Linked DNA regions of Bicyclus anynana: region 1 is linked to region 2. The links are chromatin contacts, called in public Hi-C maps. All regions are on one chromosome and are shown on one strand. The core of a region is the stretch at or near the end of the contact, and the rest is flanking DNA. Distances in the headings are between cores, read along the strand shown.

Region 1 (5,094 bases), core at 960-3,459, 66 kb after region 2:
CGTGATTGTCGGCCAGGGTGGAGAATCGGCCAACATCTATTTTTCATCCCCCTAAATGTAGTCCACCCCTAAATTTTTTTTTTTATTTTTTAGGCAAAATTTTTCGTTTTTATTTTTTTATGACACAGCATACAAAAATACATACAACCCTAAATTTTCACCCCTCTACGATCAACCCTTATATTTTATTTGTTAATTAAAAACTATAATTTTTTTTGGTAAAATTTTTTTTTATTTTTTGATGACTTACAATAAAAAATCTCATAATACTTTCAATTTTTCACCCCTCTACGATCAACCCCTAGGTAGGGGTAGGGTAGAGGTAGGGTAGGGGTAGGGTAGGGGTAGGGTAGGGGTAGGGTAGGGGTAGGGTAGCGGTAGTTGAAAGTTTACATCGAGTTTCACGCGGACGAAGTCGCGGGCATCCGCTAGTATCTCTATATGTATAATTTGAACTCACGGTTGCCTACTTATTATACACGATTATAATGATAATAGAATAAGATTCCATCTATTCTCTGGCGGTATCTTCATTGATTGCAGAAATCTCTATAACTAGTGATAAAGCGATTATACAATACCATATGCATCTTGTTGACCATGAATGTGAGGAAGATCTAGGTCTAGATCGATGTCACAGGGAAAAGTGGTTTGTCAACAAACAATGAAAATATTAACTTTTAGTTCGGCTTTAACAGATAGAGATATTTTCGCTAGATACGATTTTTGTGTTAAAAAATCCCTATATCGTGCCATATCTGATGGAAAAATTCTAAATCTTTAATCTCAATCTTCGAACTGGCTACACCAAACTTTTAAAAAATCGCGTCCATTTGATGCAATGTCACAGACATACATAGATACTAATAGATATAACGGAAAAATATTAAAGTCTCCTTTTGTGGCAGAGATCAAAGAGAATATTATCACCGACATATACGAGTACATAGTGATAAATACGGGGACCTAATAACGTCTCCTTTAAAGAACCATAAGAACGTGACTAGAGCTATCATTGTCAGTAATCCAATGTGTTCTCCCGATTTCAGTTTCATCGAGCACGACAAAGTGTCGGGCTTCTGGACGTGGATGTTCGTGCTGTCCAAGCTGCCCGAGCTGGGCGACACGGTGTTCATCGTGCTGCGCAAGAAGCCGCTCATCTTCCTGCACTGGTACCACCACATCACGGTGCTGCTGTACACGTGGTTCTCCTTCACCGAGTTCACGTCCTCGGCGCGCTGGTTCGTCGTCATGAACTACTGTGTGCACAGGTGAGTTGTGACCTTTATACGAATAGTTGCATGAATATCAACAGAGTCAGTCCTCCTTCCTTTGTAGGAGAGTGGGTATCGAATTAAGACTAACCATGTTGATCCAATACGGGTTGGCGAGCTGAGGATGACATTCAATTGAGAGAATCGAAGCTTTAATTTAAAGTTTTCGACTTTAAATATCACCATGACATAAGTTGACGTTTCAAAAATACTTATAAACTAAGCTCAATTGAAATAAATGAATTTTGATTTGACAATGTTGTACCTTTTTATAGATCATCACCAGACGTTAATGAAAATGACCGGGACCAACGATTTAAAGTGCTTTTCGAGGTACGAGAGTGGTTTTTGCCATGAACATCCTAACTCCGGATTTACTAAAAATTTCTTAGAAGTAGGATAAAATCAGTACAGCAGAAATGTGGGTTGGAAGAGGCGCAAACAATCACGAAATACGCCAGCGAATGTCCACTGTAGCCAACTCGGGCACTACGCGCTTTACACCTCTTTTCAGCATAACATTCGGCGATATAACCGCAAACATTCGCCATCATCTCATCAGTTATCCCCAAATCTTACTTGTCTCTCTGAACTTGTATTATAATAATCTCCTACTTTCGCGTAACGTCGTTGTCTTAATTACTGAAGGTCGTCTACTCATACTTATAATAATTACAAGTTTACAAATAAGAAACTTCTTTCCTTCCTTCAATATGAAATGTTATATAATATACGTATTTTCGTTTTTCAGTGTGATGTACACGTACTACGCGTTAGTGAGCATGGGCAAGTATCCGCCGAAAATGTTCGCCATGACCATCACGGTGCTCCAGCTGACGCAAATGATCGTGGGCTTCTTCGTCAACATATGGGCGCACAACTTCATGACCACGGCCCCGCGGCACTCCTGCGGCATCAGTGAGATCAACATCAAGTTGTCTATGGCCATGTATTTCTCCTACTTCATACTGTTCGCGCAGTTCTTCTACAAAGCGTACCTCTCGCCTAAGCCGGGCAAGAAGGAGAGGAAAGACAAACCGGAACCGCCGGTCGTTGGACAGACGAAGAGTTTAGATTATATAGTCAACGGTAACTTGAGACAGAGGAACGGTGTTGTGCACTAGTCGGTACATTGTGATATCATTAGAATTTGTACAGATTAAGCGTTTGCCGAACGAACACTTGTCCGATTTTTTTTAAACGTCCGAAAAACGTTACTCTCCTGTTAGTGGGCGAGAATCTGTGATGACCAGACACTAAGCTTGGTGGCAACCCTTCGCTGTAAGCCAACCTTAAAAGTATAATTTTTAACGGTGTTTTTCGAGACTCTGTGATAGTACTAGTGACTGGGGATTTCTCATATAATGCCGAGGTCGAAAACGTAAACAAATTAACTTGTTTTCTCCAAATCCAGATTCCATTGTTGCTTACATTACTTACTTACAGTAAGAGCATGGTTTGACAATATTAGCTTTTATCTGGTCATCACAAGTACTTGTCCTATAAATCATAGCTAAGTATAGTTGTGTTAAACGGACATGAAGACGTATAGTCAATTATAGGTTGAATTATAAGCAAATTGTGTTATAATAGGCTGCTAATTGAGTTGCAAAAAAAGTGTTAATGGCTAGTGGATCGTGTTTTTTTATTGTTATTGGGTGTTTTTGCAGATTGCCAGTGCGTGACGTGAGTTGTTTTTCTATCTTCGCGCATTACTTGTTCATGTGAACGTTAAACTGATCGATGACGTAGATTGCGTTTACCGTCTTTGTTTTCATCGTGTTTTTTTAAATTAGCGGTGCGTTTAAACGATTGATTAATCGCATTGTTAACTTTAATCAACGATCTTTTTGAATTAATTAAGCCAGTATGCGAATCATATGTTGATATGTGTGAATGTCTAGTATTTTTTAATGTTTAGGCTGTTTCCGGTCCGTTTTTGGTAGTTTTTTTTAGATAAAGCAGAGCTTTTTGTGGAAAATTGCAAAATAACGCCTGCTTATTCAATACATTAAATATACCTTTCCATCTAAATATACCTTTTTATGGTAATGAGTAATAAAATAATTAAAATCGTGCAGTCATGATGATGCGATGATTATTATTATTTATTAATTTAATAATAAATTATTATTAACATCAATGATAAATAATATTAGTAAATAATCAACATTATAACATCGCGTGATCATAATCTATATGTCTAAGCGTTAACCTCATTGACGCAGGCGCAGTGACGCGAAAACTTGTAGAAATAAACGCTTGCACTGTATGCTGCGTATGTTCCATTGGCTAAGACATATGTCGTGAGAATAAAATCGACCAATAGTGGCGAATTAAAAATATCGATATATTATATGGACAATATTATAATAGACTATGGCCTTTTTTTTCCCGAAATATTCCGTGGCGTATGTCTTAGACTCTTGAAACTGAAGAACTCAACTAAGTTATAGATAACTTTATTCTTCTGAAACTGAAATTTTATGGTATTTATTTTAAAATATTTGGTTCATACGTTAAACGTTCATGGTTAAGTTTGTATCTTCTCGATTTAAATCCCCTTAATGTCTTGATTGATAAAAGGTCGTGATCCTAGTGTCACCTGACACATCTTGGTCATAAGTTTTGCGCCCCGGTCCCGGGTCAAGTAATCTGCGTTAGCACTTTGCAATCAATGTTGCACAGTCATTTTAATTAACTATTTATATTACTTAATAACAAATTAATTATTATTATTATTATTATTATTATTCTAGACTTATCTATATCGTATGTTTTAAATTTTACGATATTTTTACATAATGTTTATGAATTACGTGAACATCGAAAATTCTATAGGTTTATGTGCCGAATTTAATTTAGATTAGTTCTTGAATCATTTATGGTGTCTGTAGTCGTACACAATTTCTTTTTTTTTTACATAATATAAGTAGGAAATCGGTTGCACTAACGTATAATTACTGCTTGTCCAACTAACTTGTCGAACCCATATGGGGTTCTTACATATGAGCTTATTTATATTCGGTTTACATTCGTTTCAATCTTGAATTAAGCCGTTACGCTATTAAAATTTTTCAAAATATCTTTAATTTTTTCATATAAACTCCAAAAAAATATTTTATGAGAGTATACACCGACTTATTTTAAGTTGCGCTAATAGACAACGCCGAATCACCACTGGCACGCAAATATATAATAACAATTAAATTAAAAATTAATAATTAAAATAATCATAAAACAATAACTTAATTTAGACAGCCTATTATAATATTCTTGTGATCACAATAATTATAAATAATAAATTGTAGGGTAGTTTGGAAAAAATCGGATATTGTTTGACAATCGGTGCGATGGCTTTACAAGGGTGATCGTCACTAACATTCCATGCTAGGTCGTTTTCGCTGGTATGTCCATGGGCTTACTTTGCTTCGTGACGACTCGCCCTTGCCGCGTCGCCGTATCATACGATCCGATACAACGGCATTGCAGCGTGGTGGGTGCGTGCTCTAGATCCTTATGAGGGAGGAGCTGCCCTAACTGAGGGACATTAATGGAGATGAATTACACCAAAGGTTTCTATAATATAGTACTATAGTCAAATTCTTGCGCGGTACAGGATGTTTGGATTTTGATGTCTTTGAAGACAATGTCAATTATAACAGTTGCGTAGAGAAAACCGAAATTCATTGGTAAATAACATTGGATATAGATAGTAACTCATAGAGGGTTATTTGTATGGTTATAGAAACCTTTGCTTGAGATTTCACAGTAAAAAAATAAAAATCCCATTTTAAAATATTTTGTCATTTCAGACATT
Region 2 (5,019 bases), core at 1,310-3,809:
AAATATGCGTACTATCTTAACTCCCTTGATGAAAACGTGTATCGCAAAGATTGCTTATCGACAATATATACACAATTTATATTTATATACATACGAGTAACACCTACTTAGGTATAAATTAATATAAAAACTAACTCAAGAAATTTTTTATTAATCTTCATCAAGCACGTTCTGCTCCACAAGTTATGGAAAAATGTTAACACTGCTTAACTTTACAGGGTTACAATAACTGGACGAAAGGGTTATATGGTTACTCGTGGGATATGATGGTTCACACGTGGAACCTTGAGTCGGTAATTGTCAAGGTAGTGGACAATACGAACCAGGAAGAGTTCTATATTGATCCCACAATTTTTACGCTTAATGACAGATGGACGAGACACGGTGACATGGTTCACCAATATGCTCGATGTTTGAAACAGAGAGTTGGACAGCTTGGGGATGGCGATTATAATTTAAATATATCAATTTATGTCGACGTGTGGTGCTCCATGAATGAGAGATTCACACAGCGGATGTTTGATTGCAAAGTGGATTTGTTGGAAGCAACCTGGTCGCCGTTCCAACCGGTTTCGTATCTCATGCCGTTGCTGGATGAAGCGTTGAACTGGAGATCTGTGCTGCATGATATAGAGGAGGAGGTGCACTCGTGGAATAACTACAGCGATGTAGTGTTTGTTGCTGAATTTCCAGGTAATGTGATACAGAGACAATTTTTTTTTTACAAAACCCGCAGTAATCGGTAGCCATGAATTTTTCAGAATAAAAAGTAGCCTAGGTACATGCTGTTCAATAATATCCCACTGAAAGTGTTGTTAAAATCAGTTCAGCCGTTCTAGATTAGCCCGAATAAACAAAAAGATAGACAGTAATATGATTTTTTTTAAACGCTTGTTTGTGTTTTTCTATCGTGTCAATAATTATAAGCACTTGAGAAAACATAGTTAATTTCAGATCACAGAGAGACATTTCATTTTTACTTATATGTATGTATTATAATGTACTTTTAATAGTAATGACGAGTACCTACGTCTTAATAGCTCATCTTGGTAGATTTTTTTATCACGGTCTTTTACCACTTCCCTCGTTTCTGTAAATAGCTTGAAGTAGTAACAATTTCTAATAGGCGTCGGTGAGTCTTCGCCCATGTGGTAAGACAAGTATGGGCTTAGGTTGCCTATAAGGAGTTTTAGAGTTTGTATCTATTCTAAGTCTTATTAAAAATTTTGTCAAATAGTTATGAGTGTGCTATATACTTATCACGCCTCATCCGATCACACTTTTCGTAATGCATTCACCAGCTTATTCCCCAAGTCAAGTGTGCATAAAAAAGTTTTTCCTGATGATGAGGCCTATTTGTTTTCATTTTTAAAACAGAATTTGCGAATATTATTCTATCATTCCGAGTGACCATTTTCATCTTTTCTCAGGTTACGAACAACAAAAGTATCTACCGCCAGAATTGACCAACATCACATTGACAGTATTGAACGGTACGGTGGCTTATCAGCCTGAGTTGACCACATATTATAAGAACGCTCAATCGATTGGTCTCACAAAAGGACATCATATCGAACTAGTTCCGGGAACATTTCACAAGATCATTAATATAGGGGAAACCCCGGCTTTTTATATGTACACAGTGACTAATAATTCTTTGATAGATATTGAAACATCGTCCACAACAACCCAGAAAGAGATGCTGCCGATTGGTCAAGAATTGCTCAGACGTCTGAGGAATATGCTTCAGTTTGCAAAAATAGTTGGTACGAATTTATTTCAAATATTTTTTCATTTAAAATTTTGTACTTAATTTGTTTTATTACCTACTATAAAGCTATTTAATCTCATTGCTATCAACTTAAATACTAAGGGAATATTTTAAATAATATCTAGTCAAATCTTAACGTACGTTACTTTACGTTCCGTTAAGCTTAAAATAATTTTAAGCATATAATTATTATAATATTTAGAAATAAATCTATTTATTCTGGCCTTTTGTTTCTTTTAAAATGGTTTGAAACAATTTAGTTGTAAGAGATTTTTTTTATTTTATGCCGAGGAAAATGTTGAAAAAGTACGCTTTATAATTGGTCTTTATACTGTTGAAAGCTGCTACCTTCGAAGAGCCTAATTACCTGAATTCATCGCGGTTCCTACATCATCATCAAAATAAAAGCGCTTTAATCCGAAAACGGTTAATTTTACAGAAAAACTGCTAGATACATTTTTTATAGACATTTTTATGAGGAACAATTTTTATAATTACCTGTATTGACCTCCGAGCAACAATGTGGCCACCACGTTATCCATGTCGATTTTCAAAAATTCAGTTCAGTAGGAATTTTTCCCCAGATTGGAGTTTAAAATGCCTAAAATTACTGGACTAATATTGTATTAGAATTTACGCAAATTACGCAGCAAAATAATTTCTCCAAAACCTTGAGTCAAAATGAGATAAAAAATAGCATTAGAAAATTGTTATCTGGCAACTTCCGCATATATTTTGTCAATGTCAATTGTAAATCAAGTCAATGTCAAATTGATTTACAAAATTGACACTGTATGGCGCGGCCAGCGCCTGGAGGATTGCGGAGTGGTAAAAGTCTGATAAAAAGTGGTGGTAATCTCCGGCCGGAGCACGGTTTTAGCTGTTCATAGACCGCGTAGCGATGTTCAATTCATTCATCGTTTCGTCTCACTGCTCGTTGCTCTGACGGACGTGAACACGAGTTCGAGGCACGGAGTCGGGCGTCGCCTCGTCGCGAAGTGCGAATATATAATCAACGTTTTACCATTCCGCGTCCATAACTGGAAAAGTGTCTCATCGGCAGTACGCCTCTCATGTCCGCCGTCTGTGATATAATACTTTATGTATCCTGTTGAAAGTTTATAGGTTAATACGTTACCGGTGATATCAGTGCAGCGTTACACTAAATTTAGACGATAGACTGTGCTTGTTTTCTGTGATTATTTCGATTTCGGGACTGAACGATGGAGTCGATGAGTTATAACCTCGACGTAGCGCCGATTAACTATTCGTACATTTTCGAATTTGAGAGCGAGTTTATTCATCAAAACTCTAGGAAATGGATGAAGGAGAATTGGACTGTTGCGTTCTACTATGTGGGAGTGTACATGGCATTCATTTTCGGAGGACAATACTACATGCAGAACCGACCCAGGTATGGCCTTAGATAATATAGTAAAAATATACTTAATTTCCAATAACTTATATACTTATACTTTAATAGTCTAAAGATTTTGTTTCATAATATGTCTAAACACCACAACTTATACTTACACCACGACCCAGTTTAAAAACTTATAAAAAAGTTGTCTGTATTCATTAAAACTTACTAAATAATTTACTTAATCTAATTTGGTAAAGTGAACTTTTAAAACCCCTAAGAAGCCATAAGAAGAATAGGTCATTTTGAAACTTAAGATCCAGTAATAAGTACAGCATAATTATATTTAAAGTATTTAAACAAGATTTTATTGCTAACATATAACATACACATAATATACATTATACATACAATATTCAAATAGCTTTAACAGGATATTTAAAATATGTTCAAATTGGACAGACTTCCACTGGCTCATATACCTAAAATTTTAAATATTATAATTTTTGTATCAAATTCAAAGCAGCAGTTGGTGAAAAACTATAATTGGAACATAAGTTCATTGATTTTTTAATAGTTTTCCTTATAGTAGAATTATTTTTACAAGTATATAAGATAGTTTTAGTTTAAATAAAGATTTAGGTAAAGACTGCTTTTAAACAATTATAATTTGAGAGAAATATTTCTATTGAGATTATAACTATGTGAATTTAGAAAGCTTTACAAATATTATTTAAACGGGTACATACCACAATATTTAATGTTGATATTAAAATCATTAGAAAGCTTTGTTGTTTAAAGTCATCTCACTATCAAGATTCAGCTAAGACTTTGCCATATTACAAACATCAATGTAATGTAACATATATTATGTTATTTTAACAATTTTAGGTAAGCTTTTTGTGAGGAATATAATAAACTAGTTTTTAAAAAAAAAAAAAATAATGATGCCTGGTTTACACTGACTCCTCAATGACTAATAAATATTATAATCTAGCGTGCACTGTTGTTTCACCCATTTAAATTCTGTTTTAAATAATTTATGTGCCTGTATAGTAGAAAATTTAAATATTCTTTTTTATAAGATACCAAAAAAATTAAACTTAGAATCAAATATAAAAGATAAATAAATATCCAAAACCTAGCAGCTATTTCATGTGTGTTACTCAATCACAGCTCACTGAATCTGGGTAAAATTTGGCATAGATATAGATTATAATCTATAGTGCTAACATGCAACCAATGATAATCTCTTGTATAGAAATAGAGAAAAATCAACCAATTATGGCACTACTGGAAATCATCATCATCAGTAGCTCTATCATTGCCTTGGAATGAAAGAGATAGGACTGGGACTACTATGCTGCCGTTGGTTAAAATTTTCTCTTCACAAGATGTCTTCGGTCACATGTTAGCTCCACTGGTATAGCATATTGGCTACTTAGAAATTCAGGTAAAACCCTGAGTCACAGCTATATGAAAATAAAAATAAAAGTGACCTTTATTCTCTGACTGATGACGAAATTAAATAAATTAAGTAGTTCATTTGCTACTATACTAATAGCATTAACAACTGAGTCTTAGGGCCATAAATCATTTCTCTATATCTATCTCGCTTGCACTTATGGGTCTTATGGAGCCGTCTAGTGAAGGGTGTAACAATGAAAGACATATTATCGATAAGTAAAGTTTATTATCGTATCTTGTTCACAAAATTAAAAAAATTAACAATATTTGATTTAATATAATACATATTTCATATTATATAATTATTAACTAAATAAAATTAATCTTCATCTGAGTCTTCATCATCAGAATCTTCATCTTCTGCCAAATTTATTATATATTAGTATCCATAGTGCGCAACGAGTAACACATGAATGTATTT

Evidence for each region. Hi-C and Micro-C count contacts between places; a contact is called where the count stands out from the background.
Region 1: a Hi-C map of whole body shows a contact between it and region 2, with 3 times the contacts expected there. The contact joins the enhancer-like site here to the promoter of LOC112047325 in region 2. A contact is called at or near these places in 2 of 2 Hi-C or Micro-C datasets (whole body and whole larva).

The regions. Positions count from the first base shown.
Region 1 is chr7:1,363,847-1,368,940 of ilBicAnyn1.1, forward strand. LOC112047325 (elongation of very long chain fatty acids protein 6) reads left to right here. Exons shown (of 4, transcript XM_024084412.2): 3 at 1,050-1,271; 4 at 2,026-2,581. The coding sequence ends at 2,398. Among protein-coding and RNA genes, the nearest start is that of LOC128198213, 5.7 kb to the left of the region's middle. Within about 2 kb of position 2,210, at least 7 of the 8 cell types and tissues checked have open chromatin away from gene starts, as enhancers often do.
Region 2 is chr7:1,297,233-1,302,251 of ilBicAnyn1.1, forward strand. LOC112047325 (elongation of very long chain fatty acids protein 6) reads left to right here and starts at 2,560. Exons shown (of 4, transcript XM_024084412.2): 1 at 2,560-3,185. The coding sequence starts at 2,995. It overlaps LOC112047340 (vitamin K-dependent gamma-carboxylase), which reads left to right. Exons shown (of 9, transcript XM_024084437.2): 8 at 219-693; 9 at 1,431-1,989. The coding sequence ends at 1,813.